Linked DNA regions of Pan troglodytes: region 1 is linked to region 2. A link is a contact called in public HiChIP or PLAC-seq data. All regions are on one chromosome and are shown on one strand. The core of a region is the stretch at or near the end of the contact, and the rest is flanking DNA. Distances in the headings are between cores, read along the strand shown. Region 1 holds the start of NTN3 (netrin 3). Region 2 holds the start of ECI1 (enoyl-CoA delta isomerase 1).

Region 1 (7,520 bases), core at 3,557-6,056, 220 kb before region 2:
AGGAAGGGGCGGCCTGCCCGCGGTAGGGGGAGGCACGGGGAGGACACCAGGAGGACAGTGGGGGCTGAAGGGGCGGGGTCGCTGCCTGTGGAGGACCTCAGGGATGAGGATGGGCCTTGGGGCCCAGCAAGGGTCAAGGCGTTCCAAGGGGAAGCTGGCGGAGGAGGGAAGGTAGGGAGAGGAGGAAGGTGGGAAGGTCAGCGGGAGGCCTGAGGGCACCTACCATAGTCCTTCTTGCAGAACTTCTTTAGGCTGATGCGGTAGCTGCCACGGGCAGGTTTGCAGTGCGAGTCACAGTCTGGGTAGAAGGTGGGAGGCTGGCACAGACTCCCTTTCCCCACCCTCTCCTCCCAGAGCCCCCTCCCCCAAAGTCATGCCAGTCTGGGGCCCTGTCCTGTGTCCACTCACCCTGGGGCTGCACAGGGCTGCTGTCCTCAGTGGGTCCAGGGATAGGGGTCTCTGCAGAGAGGGAGGGAGAATGGCCTGCGATGGAGGGGCAGAGAGATCTGCAGGGCTCGGGGAATAGACGGGACAACAGCAGGGAGCTGGGGTGGCCTTGGCTTGGTGGCTGAGGTGGGGCAGGGTCACTCACTAACACAAGGCGCCACTGGGGAGCGGCTTTGCTGGAAGCCAGGCGCGCAGCGGTTGCAGGTGAGGCCAGTGACGCCATCCTTGCAGGGACACTGGCCTGTGGTCTGGTTGCAGGTCTTGCCAGCAGCACCAACCGGGTGACAGTCGCAGGCTGAGGACAGAGGTGGGAAGGGCCTGGTCAGAAGCCTGTCTGGGGATCTGGGAAGTCAGAGGGTGAGGGCCTGCAGGTGGCCGGTGGTGGGCTCACCCCTGCAAGCCCGACGGTCACTCAGGGCACGGCCAGGGTCTCGATAGAAGCCCTCCCGGCAGTAGTGGCAGTGGCGGCCGGCAGTGTTGTGCCGGCAGTTGAGACAGACACCCCCGCTGCGGCGGCCGGACAGTCGGTACAGCTCCATGTTGAATCGGCAGCGGCGGGCATGACCGTTGCAGGAGCAAGCTGCAGGGAGGGATGGGTCAGGGGCAGGCTGGTTGTGTCCAAGGTCCCCAGGCCACCCTCCAAGGCCTCACCGAGGCAGGCGTGGGATTCCCGGGCAGTGGCCCGCTGCCATGGCCTGTCGCAGTAGAAGGGCTTGCAGCGGCCGCAGTCAGGGCCCTCGGTGCCATGCCGACAGTCGCAGATCAGGTGGCCCTGTGTGTCCAGCAGGCACCGTGAGGCATGTCCATTGCACTTGCAGCGCCCGCCCACCTGGAGGTCGGTGGCTGCGTAGGAGTAAGGGACGATGGCCTCCATGTCCCTGGGGTCACCCGCTGTGCTAGGCCTTGTGAGCACTACACGGACGTCGGTGGCGGTCACCCAGTCTTGGAGCACTGGGCTGCTGTCCAGGTCCAGGCCTGGGGGGCTGCTGTCCTGCATGCTGAAGGCCAGAAGGCCGCTGCCATCAGGCTGGGCCAGGGGTGCAGGGAAGCACAGGGCCTCAGGCCCTGGGCCAGCTGGGCCATCGGCAGGGGCAGGCAGACGGCCATAGTCCAGGTCACAGTGGGAGGAGAAGAAGCCCAACGGGGCCCAGCTGCGGCCATGGTCCTGAGACTTGAGCAAGGCCACGGAGGCTGGGGGAGCTGAGCAGAAGCGCAGGCTCACGAAGACCAGCTCAAAAGCCTTGCCCAGGGGCACCGTGAGAGTCACGTTGAGGGGTGCCCGAGGCAGCGACTCCGAGCGCCAGCACAGAGGGCTGGCCGTGCCCCCTGGGGAAGTAAGGAGGGCGGGGGGGTGTGCCCGTCGCGGGTCGGAGGCGTCGCAGGCCCGTGTGGCCGGCCGCCCGCACGTGCTGGAAGCCAGCACCTCGCGGCCCAGGGCGGCGTTCACCAGGCCTGGCACGCAGCCGCGGGGCGCACCCCCCTCATCGTGGCAGGGGTCGGCGGGCGCCGGCGGCCCAGGGCTCAGGGCGGCGAAGAGCGTGCCTGCCGTCAGCAGCAGCCCCCAGGGCCAGCCAGGCATGGCCGGAGCCGCTGCGGGTCAGCCAGTGGCCGGGCCCCAAGACGCTGCCCTCGGGGAAAAGAAGCCCTCTCCGCGGCTCTGCCCACCAGGCCCGCAATGCCGAGGAACAGGGCCCCCGGGCGGCCCCAGCCCGGCCCAGAGGTGGGAGCAGCGGCGGGCACGCCCCGGGCCCAGCACAGCAGCGGGGATGTTGGCGCGTCCTCCCGCTGGGCCTAGAGCGATGACAGGCGTCGCCCCCGCTCCCGGTGCCTCCGCCCGCGGAGGCCCCACCCGCCGCTCGCACTCACCCACCGAGGGCCGGGCGGAGCAGGTCTCCCGGCCTCCCGGGAAGGGCCGTGGGCGGGCGGGGCCTGCGGTGCACGGGCCGCCGCCTCCTCCCGGCTGCAGCGAGGGCGGACGAGCTGTGCCAGGAGGGGGTGGGGGGCGCAGCAGGCGCAAGCCCGGGCCCAGCCGGGGGCGGGGCTGCTCGGGTCGGGAAGGAGGGAGGGGAGGGGGCCTCATCTCAGAGTTGGAATCAGAAGCAGATTCAGACGCGGGCTGGGCCAGCGGGGAAGGGGGCTGGGAGGCCCGGGAGCCAGGGGAGGGGCCGGGGAGCCAGGAATGCGCTGGCGGGAGGGGTCTGGAGGGGGGCAGCTCAGCCTTCGCAGCCCGTGGGGGACCACCCAGCAGGGTCCTGGGCCCACAGCCAGGTCTTTACTGCTCCTGGGGCTGTGCCACGTGCTGGACGGGGGTCTGGGTCGCCTCCTCCCTGAAGACCATCAGGCAGGCAAGGCCCCGGGTCTGACAGCAGAGGCCCTGGATGTTCCCCGGGTAGGGAAGCCAAGTAACCACCAGTTGAAGGGTCATCCCCAAAGCAGCATCTACTCGAGTAGAAGGAACCCAGGATTCGGTCAGGTCTAATTTTGAATCCAACTGCCCCATTTCTGGCTGCATGTCTTGGGCTCCTGTTTCCTCACCTGCCAGATGCCTGTTACTCAGCACGCGCTCTGAAGCTGTTGGATTTGATGAGTCTGAAGTGGTATCAGGCCCAAGTCGAGAGCTGCACAAATTGGAGTGTCTCCTGCCCATGTTGAGGAAGGGGAGCACCCCCATGGGCCTGAGCTGGGCTAAGACATGAGGCCAGCATCCCCTGCACCAGGCCAGATTCTGATCCCAAAGCTCCCTGGGTCTGCAAGTTTCTAGCTGCACCTCTGCCATGGGCCCAGCTGGCAGGGAGGACATGGAAGCTGGAGGGTGGGATGGGGTGGCTTCTTGGGGTCCGGGGGCTTGGTTAGCTGTTGAGGACCCCTCTGCAGGGGCAGGGAGTAGGGTTTAATCATGGGAAGGGGCTGGTCGCAACCCGGAGCCCACTGCCCTACGTCACAGCACGTTTGGGCAGGGAAACTGAGGCAGAAGCCCAGCTGGGTGGCCTGGGGACTAGCTGGGGATGGGGTAGCTGTGCCTGGGAGCGACACCACCAAAGAGGGTCCAGGAACAGCTCTGGTCAGAGAAACCTCCTCCCCTCCGACTTTCAGGTCCTTGACAGAGGAGGCCAAGCATCCCAGGGAGGGGCAGGGAACAAGTTCCCTGCAGGGCCAGCATCGAGGCCTGAATGCCCCGTTTCAGATGGGAGGCCAGGCCTGCAGCTGGTGGCGGAGGCCACGTGGGTGCTACCCTGGACACAACCAGAGATGAGCAAGGACCAGGAGGAAGAGAATGGAGAGGCAGACGCATCACGCTGTTTGGGAGAGGAGGGGCAGGAGGACACGGAAGCCTCCTAGGGGAAACTGAAGGACCAGAGGAGGGAGCAGGAGGGCCTGACCATGGAGGGGAGGAACGGGAAGACAGGGTGATAGGGCACCTGGCTTGCCTCCTGGAGCAACTGACACTGGCTGGTGGGCACCTTCTCCTTGCCACACAACTGCATGTGACAGCCACAGATGCACAGAGATGGGGGCACCGGAGGACTGAACAGAGAGGGCTAAGGGGCTCTCTCTCTGCCACAGGGCCCCTGCCCCTCAGCTTCCTGATAAAGAAAATGGGAATTGTGTCCTTTACAAGTTGAGGGACCTCAACCTGACGGGGCTCACGCTCTGCTCTGTGGGTCAAGCTTAGAACCTGAAACGTCCCAACCACCCTCTTCAAGGTCCTTCTGGCTCCCAACCCCCACCCCCCGACACCCCACCCTAAGGGTGGGAGGAACCCTGGGGGGACTATGGGGGCTGAGATCATCATTCTGGGACAGTGGAGAGAAAAGCCCAGGCCTGACAGAGGGGTCCCACTGGCCAGAGACAAGCCTCTGGGGAAACCCAAGCTGTCTCTGGACGTCAGGGCCACTGCCAGACTGGCTGCCAGCCAGGCTGCAAGAGGGACAGTGGCCAGCAGCCTCTTCCACCCTCATCAGAGGGGCTGGCTTTGTCTCCAGCTCAGCTTCCCTGTGAGCCAGGACTGGGGTCTGCAGAACGTCTGGTGGCTTCTGGGGTGGGGGAAAGTAGGTGCCTGGGGCTCAGCCCTGCCCCAATTGTTCATCTGGGTCAGCAGCAGCGGCGGGAGGCCGTGGGCCCAGAGGGCCATTGTACCACCAGCTCCCCAGGGAGGAGGCCGCTGGTCACAGGGCCTCTCCCCAGGAACAGTCCTCTGCACACGCTACTCTGCCCCCACCCCCAGCCCTCACAGATGGTGTTTGGGAGTTAGGAAGGGCCTCCCCACAGCGCCCAAGCGGGACTTATTGCTCCCCAGGGACCCAGCCACCTGTCCCAGCCCCTGGCTGGGGCCTCTCCCACCTCCCACCTCTCCACTGGCCCTGCCCCCTCCTGGCACCTTCTGCAACAAAGAAGCTCCGCCTCCCCTCCCCCCACCTGCAACTCAGGCCGCAGTGCTTCGCCTCCCCCTCCCCACCCCACCCCTCACCCCTAGAGTGGCAGCTCCAGCTTTGGGGCACAGGCTGGGGAGAGGGCATAGATGGGCTGGACAGTCCTAGGCGGCAGGGAGCTGAGAGTCTTTCCTGTAAGATGCCCGTTGATCCAATAATTCCCTGCCCAGCCCAGAACCTGCTGTCTCCCCCCAGACGCCTGCAAGCCACCACATGTTCACCTATTGCACATTTATCGAGCGCCTATTATGCCTCGGGGGGTTTCCAACCGAGCTCCGAAGGCAGACAGCCCAGGAGCAGACACAGCGCCGGCTCCCAACGGCGGGTGGTGTGGCCGAGCCCGCGTCGCGCTGCCCTGCACCCAGCACCCTCGCGCCGGGTCGATCCCCCAGCCTCGCACACCGCTGCCCAGCCAGGCCGCTCTGCGGTCGCGCCAGCTCTGCGCGCCAAGTCAAAAGCTGAAATGCGACGTTGGACGGAGGAGGGAAGAGAGGGAAAGCAGAGAGGGAGGGAGGGAAACGGCCGGTGGCCTTCTCTGCGCAAAGGGTTCCAGAAGAAACGATTTGGGGATGGGGTGTGGGGGGCGGCCTCTGCGACCGCGCTTGGCACTGCGCCCGCCCGGCCGGGGCGACGTTGGAGGGCGGGGCGGCCGGCTCGCGGTGACCTCGATGGGAGGGGGTCTCGCCCGCGGCTCAGGGCGCCCCCGGCTCCCTGCGCCCGGCCCTTCGCCTCCGCCGAGCGCGCCAGCACAGGAAGGCGGCGGTCAGAAGCCCCAGGCCCGCACTGAGCGCGGCCAGCGACGAGCCCTGGGCCAGGTCCAGGCGGGGTCCCCGCAGCGAGAAGGTGATGGCCGTGGCAGCCGCACCAGCCAGCACGGCCACGGCACCGAACGGCAGAATGCAGCGAGGCCACGAGCCCCCAGCGCCGCCGGTGGCCAAGAGCAGGGCGCGCAGGGCCCCGGGGGGTTCCGGGTGCGCCAGACCCGGCCCGGGGGGCGAGGCGGGCGCCGCTGGGGGAGGCTCCAGCGCGCTCATGCCGCCAACGCGGTGGCCGCGCTCGGTGGGTGGTGTGGACGCCCGCCGCAGTCCCAGTGGCGTTCCAGGCTCGCCACGTCAGAGCCCATTGGCTCCAGAGGCGGTGACGCCAGCCGGGAGCCCGAGGAGTCAGCCGCTACCTCTGGGTTTTGGCGGGGAATCGGGGTGGGCGGGCGTTAGTCCGAGGAGGCGGCTTGTCTTTCCCGCCCTGGACTCCTGTGCTGGGGCCTCCTCAGGACCCCCACAAAGCTACCTAGGCCGCCTCCCTGCTCCAGGACACCACTGTCCTCTGGGTTGGCCCCCGGGATTGGTGGATCATTGAGTCAGTGCACGTCTGGCTCCCATCAGGGCCTGGCCGGGGTAGGGGGGATAGCACCCCTGTCCTCCTGAGGCAAACATCCAGTAGGCATGGGGGATGAGCCATGAGCCAAGTCAGCCAGTGAAATAACGTCAGGTAGAGACCACCTGCTCTGGAAAGCCACGGGGGTGTACTGTCGCAGCGTGGTTGGGGGTTTCAAATGAGTCAGTGGCTCCGCAGATAGAGGCACCTGGGCATAAGCCTGGAGGCAGCAATGGGGTTGCCGGGAGGGGCGAGGCTGGCTGATCTGCACAAGGGGTGCGACCCTGGGGCTGCTGCCAGGCTGCGGTGGCAGGGGGTGGAGCTGCCCTGTCCCTGGAGGTGCCCCCTCAATGCAACGAGGACCATGGTTTTTGGTTTCCTGTCTTGGTCTCTGTCATCTGGTCCCCAGCAGCCCTCAACTCGGGACTCTGGGTCCGAGCGTGTTTCTGGCCCGCTGGACTATAAGGCCCTTTACAAGCACGACCTACCTGCGACGCTTCATCTGGTTCTCAGAAGACCCGGCTTTCTCCAGGTGTCATCCACCTCCTGTCCTGCTGCCCTGTCCAGGGGGGGCACCTTGGTGAAGAGGCTGGTCATCTCCCTGTCGCAGGTCCCTGCCCAGAGCAGCGCTTGGTGGAGCTCCGGCACTGTCCACACAGAGCACCTGGCCCCAGCTCCCAAAATGTCTGGGATGCCTCGGGCCCTCAGTGCAGGTTCGTTTAAAGAACACTACGAGCACTGGCCATGGCCAACACCATGGCCTCTGTGGCCAGCAGGGTTTTTTTTTTTGAGACGGAGTCTTGCTCTGTCACCCAGGCTGGAGTGCAGTGGTGTGATCTCGGCTCACTGCAACCTCCACCTCCTGGGCTCAAGCGATTCTCCTGCCTCAGCCTCCCAAGTAACTGGGATGACAGATGCGCACTACCAAGCCTGGCTAATTTTTTGTAGTTTTAGTAGAGACGAGGTTTCACCATGTTGGTCAGGCTGGTCTTGATCTCCTGACCTTGTGATCCGCCTGCCTTGGCCTTCCAAAGTGCTGGGATTACAGTCATGAGCCACCGTGCCTGCCTTTTTTTTTTTTTTTTTTTTGACACAGAGTCTCGCTCTGTCGCCCAGGCTGGAGTACAGTGGCACAATCTTGGCTCACTGCAACCTCTGCTTCCCAGGTTCAAGTGATTCTCCTGCGTCGGCCTCCTGAGTAGCTGGGACTGCAGGCACACACCACGCCGGCTAACTTTTTTTTGTTTTCTTTGAGACGGAGTCTCACTC
Region 2 (6,561 bases), core at 68-2,567:
GGAGATGGTTTTATCGCCACCTCGGAATGTGTGTGTGTTTTCAGACAGACTCTCGCTCTGTCACCCAGGCTGGAGTATGTACCATGGTGCGATCATAGCTCATTACAGCCTCCAACTCCTGCTTTAGTGTCCAGAGTAGCAGGGGTTAATTTTTTTTTAATTTTTTAATTTTTTTTTTGAGACAGTCTCTGTTGCCTGGGTTGGAGTGCAGTGGCGCAATATTGGCTCACTACAATCTCTGCCTCCTGGGTTCAAGTGATTTTCCTGCCTCAGCCTCCTGAGTAGCTGGAATTACAGGCACCTGCCACCATGCCCAGCTAATTTTTTGTATTTCTAGTAGAGACGGGGTTTCACCATATTGGCCCGGCTGGTCTCAAACTCCTGACCTCATGATTTGCCCACCTCGGCCCCCAAAGTGCTGGGATTACAGGCATGAGCCACCGCGCCCAGCAGCAGGAGCTAATTTTTAAAAATTTTTTGTAGCAACAAGGTGTTGCTATGTTACCCAGCTGGTCCTGAGTCACTGGGGTTACAGGTGTGTGTGCCAGGCTTGCTTCCTCCTCCGTTAAGTGGCCATTTTTCCACCTCAAAAATTGGTTTGGGACACAAGGAAGAATTGGAAATGCTTAAGATGAGAACAAAAGTTGAGACCACCCAACACAGCTGGGACCTTACTGCCCAGTGCTCCCAGTGGTCGGACCAAAACCCCACACCAGACAGTACAAAGGCCCACTCCCGAGCTGCCGCTTACGGCCCAGCGGGAACAGACTGTATTCTTATCCTTCGGCATTTCTCTGCAAATAAAAAGGTGCCACTGCGGTCCGGCCTTTGTGCACTTGCCCTTGTGCTGAGCAAGGCGGGTGGCCTGTTCTTACCGCTGGGTTCTGCTGCCCCCACCCCCATTTCGGTGACTAAACCTGCAGCTCTGATCCTGTTCCCAAAGGGGCAGGAGCCCGGGCTCACCCCAGGCAGTCCCTGGCCTCCCTGACGGCCCCCTCGGGTGGGGCTCAGTGCTTTGATCGCCTTTCCAGCGCCGATACTGCAGTAGCTGGGCCCAGCCTAGAGCTCGCGGTCACGAACACCGGCAGCCTCTTGCCTACAGTGTCCCGCGCTGTAGAAGAGCCTGCCCTGGCGCTGAGCTGGTCGTGGCTGCTTCAGCAGTGGGCCTGCGCCTCCCTGTAGGCCAGCCCTGGCCCAGATCCAGGTGCCTGCCCCGGAAGCGCGCGGCTGCCCGGGATGAAGCCGGAGGGCGGCGAGCGGCTGTTTCGGCCGGTAGGTGGAGGCGTTGACCAGCCTCTGGGAACGGGGCAGGGCCTAGTGCGGGGGGCTCCGCCCCCTCCCCAGGAGGCGAGCTCACCCCGCGACCTTTATCCCGCGCGTTGCGGTCAAGATGGCGCTGGTGGCTTCTGTGCGAGTCCCGGCGCGCGTTCTGCTCCGCGCGGGTGCGAAACCCGGGGTGGGCAGGGATCGGGCCTGGGCCGGGGCCAGGACCGGGAACTAACGGGCTCCCCCACGCTGCCTTCGCAGGGGCCCGGCTCCCGGGCGCGGCCCTCGGGCGGACGGAGCGGGCGGCCGGCGGCGGAGACGGCGCGCGGCGCTTCGGGAGCCGGCGGGTGCTGGTGGAGCCGGACGCGGGCGCAGGTGAGCGGGCGGCGCCGAGGGAGGGCGGGCGTGGGGTCAGGACCCGCGGGAGTCCGCCCTCGCGGGGCGCTGTTGGAGAACCACGTCTGTCGACGCTCGGTTTGTGTTTAGAACCCAAGTTTCGAAACAGAACCTTGCCGCTCTACCTGGGTTCGTTCGTCATGAGATAAAAGTTTCTGTTTTTAAAGTTGGCGGAGGCCGGGCGCGGTGGCTCACGCCTGTAATCCTAGCACTTTAAGAGGCTGAGGCGAGCGGATCACCTGAGGTCAGGAGTTCGAGATCAGCCTGGCCAACATGATGAAACCCTATCTGTACTAAAAAATACAAAAGAAAAAAATTAGCTGGGCGTGGTGGTGCGTGCCTATGCCTGGGAGGCTGAGGCAGAAGAATCGCTGGAATCTGGGAGGTGGAGGCTGCAGTGAGCCGAGATTGTGCCGCTGCACTCCAGCTTGGGCCACAGAGCAAGATTCCGTCTCAAAATAAATAAATAAATAAAAATAAAGTTGGCGGGGATATGAGCTGTTATCTAAGTTATTCAATTGGAAGTGGAAAAGAATTGGAATCTTTTGGAATAAAATTATGTTTGTTAACACTCCCATGTGGCACAGAACCTCGTACCTACCCGCCGGTCAGAACCCTTGGTAAAACCCACTGGAAAGGACAGAAAAAGTACTTTTGGAAGAGAAGCCTGTGCGCTCCCTCCAGACAGGAGGCCGAGCTGAGGGCACCGAGAGGGCACGCCTAGGCGCCAGCAGTTCTGCTTCCAGGACATGCTGACCTGGACCTCCTGGTGCAGCAGTCCCTGCTGTGGCTCCTGAGAGGAGGCCCTGCCCCTCCGAAAGTAAGTCACAGCCCCTGCCCTCCCCAACCCCCCAGACTCAGGGCTGTGCCCAACTTTGCACAGCTTCAGGACTCCAGGCTCCTGGTGCCTCTGAACTTGGTTCCGTCCTCTCTGTCTGGGCTGAGGGAGCTGCCTGGGCTCTCTCTACAAACTGAGAGGGACAAACTAAGACCAACTTCAAACTGACTTTTTTTGTTTTTTTGGAGATGTAGTCTTGCTCTCCAGTCGCCAGACTGGAGAGCAGTGGCGCAATCTCGGCTCACTGCAACCTGTGCCTCCTGGGTTCAAGCGATTCTCCCTCCTCAGCCTCCCAAATAGCTGGGATGACAGGGACCCACCACTACGCCCACTAATTTTTGTAAAAACTGAGTTTCTGAAGGGATCATTTCTGTAGCATATTTGAATATATCTCAACAAAATGCAAAAAAAAAATTATTATTTTTTTTTTTTGAGACAGAGGCTCCCTCTGTCGCCCAGGCTGGCGTGCAATGGCGCGGTTCTGGCTCAGTGCAATCTCAGTCAGGCCTGACTTTCTGACTCCTCCAAACTCTACTTTGTCTTTTTTTTTTTTTTTTTTTTGAGATGGAGTCTTGCTCTGTCGCCAGGCTGGAGTGCAGTGGCACGATCTCCGCTCACTGCAAGCTCCGCCTCCCGGGTTCACACCATTCTTCTACCTCAGCCGCCCAAGTAGCTGGGACTACAGGTGCCCGCCACCACACCCGGCTAATTTTTTTTTTTTTTTGGTATTTTTAGTGGAGACGGGGTTTCACCATGTTAGCCAGGATGGTCTTGATCTCCTGACCTCGTGATCCACCCGCCTCGGCCTCCCAAAGTGCTGAGATTACAGGCGTGAGCCACCGCGCCCGGCTTACGTTGTCTTTTTATATGGTAAAGTGGGGAGGCACTCGGGTAAAAAAATTGTCATTGTACGAACACTTTTCCTTTTTTACTGGAGGTAATGTGTGTGTGTGTGTACATAAAAATCTTTAAAATATGCCTCACATTTACCATTCTAGCCGTTTTGCAACGTACAACCCAGTGGCCGTAAGTATATTCACAATGTGTAGTCCACACTACCCATTCCAATACCTTAAGATAACATGTTTTTGAGTCCGGGCCCGGTGGCTCCCACCTGTAATCCCAGCACTTTGGGAGGCCAAGGTGCGCGGATCACGAGGTCAGGAGATCGAGACCATTCTGGCTAACACGGTGAAACCCCATCTCTACTAAAAAATACAAAAAAAAAATTAGCCAGGCGTGGTGGCGGGCGCCTGTAGTCCCAGCTACTTGGGAGACTGAGGCAGGAGAATGGTGTGAATCCCCGAGGTGGAGCTTGCAGTGAGCCGAGATTGCGCCACTGCACTCCAGCCTGGGCAACAGAGCAAGAATCTGTCTCAAAAATAAATTAATTAATAAAATAAAATAAATAAATAAATAAATAGGAATGACAACCACATGGATGAACCTTGAACACATGATACTAAGTGGACAAAGCCGACAACAAAGCCCGGCGGTATCCCAGTGATATGGAATATGGCCGGAGCAGGAAAACTGCAGACACAGAACGAAGATTGGTGGCTTCCAGGAGCTGGGGGTGGGATGGGGAGCAACTGCTCATGGGGACAAGGATTCCTTTTGGGACAATGAAAAGGTTCTGGAACTAGGCAGCGGTGATAGTTGCACAACACAGTCAGTATACTGAATTGTGTAAGTGCCTGACTTGTTTACTTAAAAATGGCTAATTTAGGCTGAGCACAGTGGCTCATACCTATAATCCCATCATTTTGGGAGGCTGAGGCAGGAGGATCACCTGAGGTCAGAAGTTCATGACCAGCCTGGCCAACCTGGTGAAACCCCGTCTCTACTAAAAATGCAAAAATTAGCCAGGCATGGTGGTGTGTCCTGTAATCCCAGCTTCTCAGGAGGCTGAGGCAGAAGAATGGCTTGAACCCAGGAGGCAGAGGTTGCAGTGAGCCGAGATAGCGCTGCTGCACTCCAGCCTGGGCAACAGAGCGAGACTCTTGTCTCAAAAAAAAATAAAGATAGAAAATGGTTAATTTGGCCGGGCATGGTGGCTCACACCTATAATCCCAGCACTTTGGGAGGCCTAGGCGAGGTGTTCACGAGGTCAAGAGATCGAGACCATCCTGGCCAACCAACATGGTGAAACCCCATCTCTACTAAAAATACAAAAATTAGCTGGGCATAGTGGCGCATACCTGTAGTCCCAGCTACTCAGGAGGCTGAGGCAGGAGAATCGCTTGAACCCGGGAGGTGGACGTTGCAGTGAGCTAAGATTGCACCACTGCACTCCAGCCTAGGCGACAGAGCAAGACAGTCTCAAAAAAAATAATACAGAGGTTGGGTGTGGTGGCCCACACCTGTAATCCCAGCGCTATGGGAGGCGAGGCGGGCGGATCACAAGGTCAGAGGATTGAGACTATCCTGGCTAACATGGTGAAACCTTATCTCTACTAAAAATACAAAAAAATTAGCCAGGCGTGGTGGCAGGTACCTGTAGTCCCAGCTACACGGGAGGCTGAGGCAGGAGAATCGCTTGAACCCGGGAGGCGGAGCTTGCAGTGAGCCAAGATCGCGCCACTGCACTCCAGCCTGGGCGACAGAGCAAGACTCTGTCTCAGAAAAAAATGATAGAGAGAGAATGGTTAATTTAAAAAGCATGCAGTTTATATAGAATAAATGAAATTGTTAATGTATGTTATATCGATCTTACTTCAATGTAAAAAACCAAGGGCTCACTCCTGTAATCTAGCACTTTGGGAGCCTGAGGCAGAAGGACCACTTAAGCTCAGGAGTTCAAGACCAGCCTGGGCAACAAAATAAGACCTCGTCTGTATTAAAAAATAAAAAAAATTAACTGGGTGTGGTGGTGCTTGCCTATAATCCCAGCTACTCAGCAGGCTGAGTTGGGAGGATTGCTGGAGCCCAGGAGGTCAAAGCTGCAGTAAGCAGAGATCACACTCCTGCACTCCTAGGTGATAGAGTGAGACCCTGTCTCAAAAATAATAATAATAAAAAAATAACCCCCAGGCCGGGCGCTGTGGCTTACGCCTGTAATCCTGGCACTTTGGGAGGCCGAGGCGAGCGGATCACCTGAGGTTGGGAGTTCAAGACCAGCCTGACCAGCATGGAGAAAACCCTGTCCCTACTAAAAATACAAAATTAGCTGGATGTAGCGGCACGCACCTGTAATCCTAGCTACTCAGGAGGCTGAGGCAGTCGAATCGCTTGAACCCAAGAGGCAGAGGTTGCGGTGAGCCGAGATCGCTCCATTGCACTTGAACCTGGGCAACAAGAGCAAAACTCCTTCTCAAAAAAATAAATAAAAATAGGACCAGGCGCGGGGGTTCACGCCTGTAATTCCAGCACTTTGGGAGGCCGAGGCAGGCAGATCACGAGGTCAGGAGATCGAGACCATCCTGGCTAACACGGTGAAACCCCGTCTCTACTTAAAAGAAAAAAATTATCCAGGCGTGGTGGTGGGCACCTGTAGTCCCAGCTACTCAGGAGGCTGAGGCAGGAGAATGGTGTGAACCCGGGAGGCAGAGCTTGCAGTGAGCCGAGATCGCGCCACTGCACTCCAGCCTGGGTGACAGAGCGAGACTCTGTCTCTAAATAAATAAATTAATAAATAAAACCCCCAAAATGCACAGCTACCATGGCTTAGTTGAGGGTGCAGGCTGGTCAGGCTGCTTTTCCAGTGCCAGGTGTGAGCTTTCTCTTCTCATTCTTTAAATTAGGGGTCGCTGTGATGAAATTCAAGAACCCCCCAGTGAACAGCCTGAGCCTGGAGTTTCTGACGGAGCTGGTCATCAGCCTGGAGAAGCTGGAGAATGACAAGAGCTTCCGCGGTGTCATTCTGACCTCGGTAGGTGCCAGTTCAGCTCCCTACCCCAGCCCGAGTTCTTGGCCCGAGTTCTCTGATGTGAGCCCAGGCCTGTTGCACATGGAAGAGGCGGAGCCTGCCAACGTGTGTTGCAGGCCAGCCGGCAGCCCCACCACGCTGGACTCCAGGCGCCTTCACGGGAGGCTTCCAGGAGCGCCGTCTGGGTGTGCCC

What was found. HiChIP or PLAC-seq counts read pairs in DNA pulled down with a chosen protein or histone mark.
Region 1: an H3K4me3 HiChIP or PLAC-seq map of stem cell-derived excitatory neurons shows a contact between it and region 2, with 3 times the contacts expected there. The contact joins the promoter of NTN3 here to the promoter of ECI1 in region 2. A contact is called at or near these places in 1 of 7 Hi-C or Micro-C datasets (stem cell-derived neural progenitor cells) and 1 of 1 datasets of contacts at active chromatin or transcription factors (stem cell-derived excitatory neurons).

What each region holds. Positions count from the first base shown.
Region 1 is chr18:5,078,582-5,086,101 of NHGRI_mPanTro3-v2.0_pri, reverse strand. NTN3 (netrin 3) reads right to left here and starts at 4,806. Exons shown (of 6, transcript XM_003314927.6): 1 at 1,099-4,806; 2 at 839-1,027; 3 at 593-742; 4 at 409-459; 5 at 224-298. The coding sequence starts at 2,026.
Region 2 is chr18:4,859,785-4,866,345 of NHGRI_mPanTro3-v2.0_pri, reverse strand. It overlaps ECI1 (enoyl-CoA delta isomerase 1), which reads left to right and starts at 1,317. Exons shown (of 7, transcript XM_016928655.3): 1 at 1,317-1,442; 2 at 1,528-1,641; 3 at 6,244-6,371. The coding sequence starts at 1,391. LOC107968667 (a long non-coding RNA gene) reads right to left here and starts at 1,534. Exons shown (of 3, transcript XR_008539907.2): 1 at 1,358-1,534.